Linked DNA regions of Mus musculus: region 2 is linked to region 1. The links are chromatin contacts, called in public Hi-C maps. All regions are on one chromosome and are shown on one strand. Each heading gives the region's core, a stretch centred on a gene start, on an enhancer-like site or on the middle of the called end of the contact. The rest is flanking DNA. Distances are from core to core; before and after follow the strand shown.

The links. A called contact is a pair of places that touch in the nucleus more often than the background predicts.
Region 2: a Hi-C map of pancreatic cancer cells shows a contact between it and region 1, with 2.7 times the contacts expected there. The contact joins the enhancer-like site here to the promoter of Adgrg2 in region 1. A contact is called at or near these places in 3 of 39 promoter capture datasets (the 3T3-L1 cell line and liver), 4 of 484 Hi-C or Micro-C datasets (the AML12 cell line, embryonic fibroblasts, pancreatic cancer cells and 1 more), 3 of 115 datasets of contacts at active chromatin or transcription factors (embryonic stem cells and fibro-adipogenic progenitors) and 2 of 9 other capture datasets (adipose tissue and liver).

The regions. Positions count from the first base shown.
Region 1 is chrX:160,387,790-160,392,013 of GRCm38.p6, forward strand. It overlaps Adgrg2 (adhesion G protein-coupled receptor G2), which reads left to right and starts at 2,901. Exons shown (of 28, transcript NM_178712.4): 1 at 2,901-2,960.
Region 2 is chrX:160,439,196-160,443,690 of GRCm38.p6, forward strand. The region is part of intron 3 of Adgrg2 (adhesion G protein-coupled receptor G2); the gene reads left to right. Among named protein-coding and RNA genes, the nearest start is that of Adgrg2, 51 kb to the left of the region's middle. Within about 2 kb of position 2,251, at least 5 of the 459 cell types and tissues checked have an H3K27ac peak or open chromatin away from gene starts, as enhancers often do. A contact at or near this core is called in pancreatic cancer cells, where this site is marked.

The sequences.
Region 1 (4,224 bases), core at 1,651-4,150:
TTTAGAACATCATATGCCTTGTCTGTGCACTATTTGGCCACAGGTCAATTACATCTAAAGTTCTAAGGAGTACTGTAATGCTGCCCTCCTATGCCTCTTTTCTTGACCCAAATCACAGGGTCCTCCAGTGAGAGAATAAAAGGGTACCTACCCTCTTTCCTCACTTCTGCCATGTTTGTTAACTGTCCTGTGCCTGGTGATCAAACTCTGCCATCAGATCAAAGAATCTGTTGGGTAAAGGCCAACGTTACCCACTCTCTGGTTACTTTGGATAAATATTTAAGCATGAATTTTGACCACCTACAATTTTCCTTTATACCATCAGAAAGTACCGGGGTAGGAGGCAGGTAGTCAGAACTGCTTCCTGAGAAGGGCATAGCTCTTTGCCTCTGGCTGGAGGGGTCAGGCCCTAGCCACTTTCCTTTTCCTTAGGTGTTGTCATAGTTATGTTGCTCTATGAGTCAAGAAGAGAATGCAAGAGGCTGGAAGTGGATCAAAATATGAATTTTTAATTTTAGGGTAAGTACTGAGTCATGTTTGTTTTTGAGGCATATTTCCTTAAAGTTAAGTGTGTGTGTGTGTGTGTGTGTGTGTGTGTGTGTGTATGTGTGTGTGTGTTATAGCTAGTTGTTTAAAGGGAAAGCATGCTTATTCTGGTATCTTTCTTTTAACAATGTAAGCGATTTTGAATATAAAAACCCATATTTTATCTTTTTTTTTAAAAAAAGCGGAAGTGTAACCCGTATCTAGTAAGTGTTCATATCATAGGTGAGCAGTTCAATGAGTTTCATAAATGGAACAAGCAAATCAGTGTGAACAGTACCCAGGTCAAGATCAATAAATCCCTGTAGACAGCCAATTCTTTTTCTTGTCTGCTGAAAACTCCCCTCTAGCTCACTAGTGACCACTATCTTGACTCCTGACAGCACATATCAGTGGTGAGCAGAACCAAAATATATGGCTGTTTGACTTCCTTCACTTCCGTTCTTTATGAGTTCCACCCATGCCTTGCACAGCAGTGGTCCATACATTCTCATTGGCAGCCTGGTATCCTAGTTTGTGGTGATACCACCACCAGCACCACCACCAGCAACACCAGCACTACCACCACCACCACCACCACCACCACCACCACCACCACCACCACATTTCATTGAATTTTCAGTGGTAGGGATTGAATCTAGGCCCTCACACATACTATGCAAGTGCTAATATTAATACCACTAGGTGACATCTTCAGACTTCTTTTTACTTTTTCTTTGGAGGGGGCTCTCACTAAGTTGCCCAGACTGTCCTTGAACTCACTATGTAGCCCATACTGGCCTTGCCTTGAATTCACTATCCCTTGCCCTAGTTTCCAGGATATCTGGGGTTATACTACCAGGCTGACCCTCAGTTTGTTCTATGGCCAATGGGCATTTGGGCATGTTCTAAGTAACACAAATACTGTGCTGTGATATCCTTACTCATCTCTCTTGGTAAACATACAACTCATTTCTGTTGAGGCTGAATCTAAGGGGGAATTGCTTGTCATACAATAGTGGTACTCACTTTAGTACATCCTGACAGAGCTCTAAAGCGCTAAAAGCAATTTACATCCAACTAGCTTTGTATAAGAATTCTTGTGGCTCTATATGCTATGGAGTCTGTTTTATAATAAGACAAACACAACCATTTTAACCCTTTGGAATGACATGCAGTCTGTTTCTTAAATATACTCCCCACTTCCAGCCACAACTTCTGGCTTGTTATGTAACCTGGATGTGCTTCCTCTTCTCCACCAACTCTCCCTTAATCCATCCAGGCAAAAGTCTGTCTGAAAACACTGCCCATTCATTTCTCCAGCTAGACTGTTGTGAGTGTTAATAACTTGGTGTTTGTAAAACAAATACAACCCATCCTGCCAGGCAGAATGTATACCCTGAGCTTTGTTCAATGGGGCTGATGTAGCAGACTCAGTCACCCTACTCTTCAGATTTGCCCTTTATAAATAGCAGATCCCCAGGATTGTGAATTCAAATCAAAATCCAATTTTGGTCATAAAGAAAAAAAATGCTCTATTTCCCTGCACGTTATAAGAAATCAGAATTGTGCTTTCATATTGTAAAGCACTTTGCAACTATAGGCATTTCTTGACTGGAAAGAACCAGGAAGGAAATTCGGACAGCTTATATTTTCTCCTGGTCTCTACCTGAGAGTCAATACTGTGGAAACCTTATTCCAGAATTCTGTCTGTTAAATGGGCCTTTGAAAAGTTGTTTAAGTGATCTGAGTTTTACAGACCTAGCTTATAGTCTATGAAAGTGGAGATGCTGACCATGGGAATAGGAAGCCAAAGCAAGGTCTTATAGTGCCACACCGCCCCCAGTGTTCCCCCACCCCCACCCCCAAGCAGGCAGAGGAACGATGAGGACCCCTAGTTTTTTACTACCTAGTGAATTATATAGTTTCTTTCAGAAACCACTCAGCATGGTTCTTTACCAGGTATTTTACTCTGGTCCTCTGGGGGGAGGTCTGGTTTCTGCTTTCAGAAATATTCTGGCAAAGGGCGAGGGTTTTCACCTATCAGGAGCATGCGATGCTCAAAGTAGCCTGGGCCAGGCCTTTGGGGGATCAAGGCGACCCCTAAAGGTGAGCCACTGGGTGGAGGCTGGGTGGGGAATCGCGCCCTGCTAGCCGCCCAGCATCCTAGGGGTTCCCCACTGTCTAGGCTGAAGCTCTCCACGAGGCTGCTTCCCGGTGTCAGCGCCCCGCCCGCTCCCCACCTCCACGCCCAGCCCCGCCACACTGAGCGCTCGCCCCGCCACGCCGGGCAGCTGCAGAGCAGGCGGGCAAGTGGTCCGGGAGCGGCGGGGGCGGCGCCCAGCCCGCGGGAGGGAGGAGGAGGGACGCGGCCCGACAGAAAGGGGAAAAGGAGGGCCCGAGGACGCCAGCAGCCAACCGGTCACCGGGACCCGCAGGTGAGTGTGGCGCCGAGAAAGGGTATCTGAAACCCTAGGGGTCTTAAGACCTAAGCCGCTGAGCCAAGGACAGGCGACGGGCCCGGCGGGCTCGATGGCTGGGAGGGTGACTGGTGTGGCTCCCTGGGTTGGCGGTTCTGAGCTGGAGCTCTTGGGCCGTCTGGAAAGGCAGAGGCAAAGCTTGGAGCCCGGCGGATCCCGGGCTCCGTAAGTGGGAAAGTGCGTGCGGTGGGAAAGTAACCAAGTTATCCGTGAAAGGCAACCTGTAAATGGCAAAGTTCTAAATGATCTCAGACCCTCCTCCCCGTTCTGGGCAAAGGAACCAAGAGCTTTACTCTGGAGGGCGGTTTGCTAATGCGCGACTCCCTAGGACTCGGTTTACCTCCTGTGGCCAGTAAAATTGAAAGGTGTAGATGTGCCTTTGACCCACATGGGTCGAATGGGCACAGCACCCACATGCAGGGCCCAGAACAGGTGGCCCCCAGCGCAAGGAGGCATCCCAGACTGGCATCCCAGAACCAAGGAATGATAATCCTCTGAAAGGGGCAATCGGTCTTGAGATGTACGGTCTCCACCTGAGCTTGGGTTTCAAAATTCCGGAGCCCTGTACAAAGTGAGTGGAAGAAAGAGCTGACTCGCCTCATATGAGACACAGGAAGCATGACACTGAAGTCTCCCATGGTTGCTTCTACAAGAACACTTCTAGTCTGGCCTGGCACAGATGTATGAATCCCTTGGGGAGCTTGTTAAAATGAGGCTCTGATTCAGTAGGTCTGGGGTGGGACCCAAGAGTCTGCATTTCTGTCCAAGCTTTCAGATGGTACTGCTGCCTCATGGACCACACTGCTCCGCTCTACAGAACTGCTTCTTGTCCAACCGGCTGAAAAGCTTAAGAAAAAATGGAAGGTCAGGAGACAAGACGAAACTCTGAAGACTTCCCAACCTCATCTCTAACCCAGACACACAACACTCACGCTGAAACAGATTAACCAGTTGCTACTTGTTTAATAGTGAAATATTTTTGCTTTTCTTATCAACTTTCCAAACACAAAAGGCTCTGATAACAAAGCCAGCTGCCTTCACCGGCTTGCTACCTGCATGCACTTGGTGTAATGCTGTGATAACTCTTCCTATTTTTTTAAAGAAAAGGATCTGGTTTTGTTTTGTTCTGGGCTCCACAAATTATCTAGTCGATCCTGTCTTGTATCAGAACTGTGTCTGATCTGCTTAGGCTTCGGCTTGGTGAGGATGGTGGATAAAGGAT
Region 2 (4,495 bases), core at 1,001-3,500, 51 kb after region 1:
ACTATATATATTCTACATGTGCCACATTGTGTTTACTCATTCATCTGTCCTTAGATATTTTGCTTGTTTGTCTTTTAGTTACTGTGAGTAATGCTTCTGTGAGCCTAGGCAAGCAAGCAGATATCTGACTCCCTGCTCTCATTTTTTTGGGGTGTACACCTAGGGTTAGAACTGCAGGGTTCATTTGCATTCTTTGAGGACCTGCCAGCCTGCTTTTTGTAGTGGCTATACATTTCACATTCCTACAAGCAAAGCACAGGGATTCCAGTTTCTCCACATCCTTGACAACACTTACTGTTTTCTTTTGTTTGGGTGGTAAGAATGAAGTAACATCTTACTGTGGTTTTGATTTGTATTTCCTTAGTGATTAGTGAGCTGAGCATCTTTGGGGAGAGGCACTTATTAGCCATTTTATCTTTATTTGGAGAAATGTCTATTCATATCATTTTCCCTTTTTTAAAAAATGTATTTTTAAGTTGTTGACTTTTAGAGATTTTTTATATGCTATGGATATTAATCCTTTATGAGATGATTTGCAAATATCTTCTATTTTCACTCTCCATGGTGTTCTTTCATGAATTTAAGTTTTTAATCCTGATGAGGTCTGATGAACATATTTTACCTTTATTGTCTATAATTTAGTATCAAATCCAAGAAATTCCCTTTGCCAAATCCAATGTCAGGAAGATTCCCCAGTATGTTTTCTTCTAAGAATTGTATAGCCTTAACTCATATTTAAACCAACTTTGACTCCTGGAGCTATCCCATTTTTCTATCATCATTTGTTGAAAAGGCTATCTTTTTCCCCTTGAACAGTCTTAGCATCTTTATCCAAAATCACGTGATCAAATGTATGAGGATTTATTTTGGTGGGCATTTCCATTTAGAAATTGAAAAAGAATGTATTCAAATGAAGTACAGATTTTTTTTTTCAGAAAGGGGGTGTCTTTGGAAGCTTATGAAAAATGGTGACCATCACCCTGGCCAGTATTTAACAAATGTAGTTTCAAATTTGTCTGGGGGGGGGGGCGCAGAATCATGATTCAAACTCAGGCCTTATAATCACAAAGTTTATATGTGTACTCTATATACAACATTTCTTTCTATGCTGGCTCAAAGTTACTACATTGCCAAAACTGACTCCTGGTTTTCTGGCATCTGCCTTCCAAGTGCTGAGATTACAGTTGTGCACTCCCATGCCTGGCTTGCCCGCTGCCATCTTAAACCCTCCGCTGGCTTAAACCCTCTCCTTTGCTTGCTGCTTCTGCATCTGTACAGTAAAAATAAGCAGTGGTAGAGCCCTTAATGATGAGAGTCCCTGAATATAGGTTGGTTCAGATTACCCAGATACCTCAGAGCCACATCTCTCACTAAAGAGCTGAGGCAGAGGGATGAAAAGGTCAAGGCTAGCCAGAGTTACATAGGACCCTGCTGTCCCTAAACAGGAAAGTTGGGTTTTCCTCATCCCTCGGCAGGACAGTGCTGAATTATGCTCGTCATTGTCTCCTAAAGGTCCCCAGTTGGATTATGGACTCAAGCCCATAGTAGTCATCTGCTCCTTAATGTCCCATTTTTTTGCTCCCCTCCCTGTTTCACTCAAATGCTCCCTCCTTCAACTTATCCAGGTCACCTTCTAACGTCTGCTTGGAAACACATTCCCCTCCAACATTCAGCCAAATACTCCTTCCTCTATCAAGCTGAAAAGGAGATCTCACAAATCTCTTTCTCCGGTGTTCCCTTCTCTCTTTCTTTATTCCTCCTTCTGTTTGGTGCCACCTGGAATTGTGTTGACCGTGAACTTGCTGTACACTCTCTGTCTTTTGATGCATCTTCAGTACCAGGTGGGAAAGGAGAGTGAAGGGATAATGGGCAGACAAATGCAGGTAGGGAAAACGAATGCAGACTTGGAGCCTGCTCTAAGCCAAGCCTTCCTAGTACTTTGTAAACATTATCTCATTTATCTCTCTTCATGGCGGGTAGCTTTTTCACCCCAGTTTATGGATGGAAAAATTGAGCATAGAAGAAATTAAGTCATTTGATCAGAGTCCCGGGGCTATGAAGATTTGCCATCAAACTTTGGAGCTAATACCATGTACCCTCAACCAGGCTGCTCCAGGTAGTAAGTGTTTGAAGCTAAATTTAAATGTGTCACTGGGACCTGGAGAGGAAGAAAGGGAACACTGGGGTTACTAGAAAGGAGTGGCTCCTCAGCTCTAGGATGCAAACACAGTAGCTTCACCCTGGAAGCCTGAGAGATGACTCATTAGCTCTTGTCAGCAGGGAGAGGTGGGTCTGACACTCTTGTGGGGCCCCAGCCAGCCAAGAGAATCCTCAGAGTTTAACACATCTGGTTATCTAACTAGATGACACTTGCAAGAGCTATTTCAGTCTATTGGAAGCCCAAATCAGGGCTGGTGGGTCACTACACATCTCCATTCCCTGGTTCTCCAATCTTGGGCTAATAATGCCTTGGTTATTTTTTGGTTTTCTTGAAGGAGGTTCTCCTTTTAGGTACAACTGTTCTATTTTCCAGAGGGTGGATGACATAATAGTAGAAGATGGTTATAATTTCATGCCTGCCAAATTGTCTTGGAAACAATTACACATTTGAAACAGCTTGGTGATCTCATAAGCTATAATCCCAACTTTCTCTCTGGGCTGGGTCTAACGATCTCCCAGTGCTGCAGATATTTCCAGTGATAAGTTGCTTTACAATTCCCCTTCTCCAGTCCTTGCTGTCTTTCCTCTCACCCTCTTACACTTGATTCTCCAGTGTCCATTCTTCCTTGCAGGAAAGATGATAATGAAGCAGTAGGTGGGCTGAAACAATGGTCCCTGTCTTCTTTGGTATGGTCCTCTACTATCAAACCCAGTGCCAAGCTCCTTACTCTATTTCTACCTTCTGCTTGTAAAACTGAAATTATGAATTTCAGGTAGATGTTCAGCTAATCTCACAACTCCACCAAGTCCCTAGCCTCATACCCAAGCATGAAGTCACTTCTGTTGGGCTGTGATTCTCCCTAGAAGGTAAAATGATGGCAAGGAATTCTAGTGCTTCTCAATAGATTATAGGGAGCACTGATAGCAGAGGACACTCTATCCTGCTTTTCACCTAAACTCCCATAAGGACTCCTTGAAGGGCATATATGATAAGCCTCCAACAATAGAGTGGGGGCTGTCTAGACTCTGTTTGCTTGCCTGTGGATCCAATTCCCCTAACTGGGCTGTCTTGTCTGCCCTCCGTGTGATAGGATGTGCCTGGCCCTGCAGTGACTTGATGTACCAGGGTAGGTTGGTACCTGCAGGGTGCCTCCTGCTTCTCAGAGAAGAAGGGGAGGAGAGGATGGGGTAAGGGGCTATGTGTGTGGAGGGGACTGGGGGGAGAGGTGGGCTGCAATCTGGATGTAAAGTGAATAAATAAACTCATGGAAAACAAAACACAGGACAAGTATAGATATAAGGAGTGGTGGAACTGACTTTAGGCAATAGAGAAGCCCAGAGGTACTCACCCTAAATCTGTCTCAGCTCTTGTGTTGTGGACTGGGATTCTAAATGGCCCCTGTGTTCCTAGTGGGCAGCTATATTGAGAGCCACAAGCAGGGATAGGACAGCAAAGATTATGGCATGAAGATCCCAGATAGACACCAGCTGAAGGATGTAATAGATCACTGGTGAGTAGACATAAGAGAACTTATCCAAGGTTAGGTAAGATTCTAAGCAAAAGGGCTATGAACCCATTAGGTGCAGCCTTCAGCACTAGGTGCCAACTAGATACTGAGCGTGAACATGATAGTTCTTTTGTATTGCTGTGACAAAATATGAGAGAGAAAGAGGACTAGGTTTTTTGCTTTTTCATTTTTTGGGTTGTTTTGCTTTTGTTTTGGGGTTTTGACTCATAGTTGCAGGATATAGTCCTTTATGGCAAAGAAGCCGTGGCAGTAGGAGGTTGAGGCAGCTGGTCACATTGCACCCCTAGTCAAGAAACCAATATGGTTGCTACTGTTTGGCTTCCTTTCTCCTTTTTATTTACTCTAAGACACTGACCTATGAAATGGTGCTGGCTACATGTAAGGTGGCTCTTCCTACCCCAATTAACCTGATTTAGAAACTATCATAGATGTGTTCAGACATCTGCTTCCAAAGAGATTGTAGATCTCATCAAGATGGCAGTCAAGATAAAACATGGAGGAACCTTCCAGGATGAGAAAGATCACTATAGTGGCCATTGAAAACTCCAGGCTGAGCAGTAGATGAATTCACAGGTTCATACCGCTTTTCCTTGTGTCCATTCCCAGCCTAGGTGCCATCTTGAGTATGAGGAAGAAATACAGGAGGGAAACAAAGATCTTGCATTTATTCAGTTGACACTGAGATAACCATTTAGCACAAGGGAGATGAAGATGCTTACTCTTCAGTGTTGGTAATCGAGCACAGAGTCATGAATGTGACATGTCAGTACTTTACTGCTGAGCTACATCCCTAGACCTAACAAAGC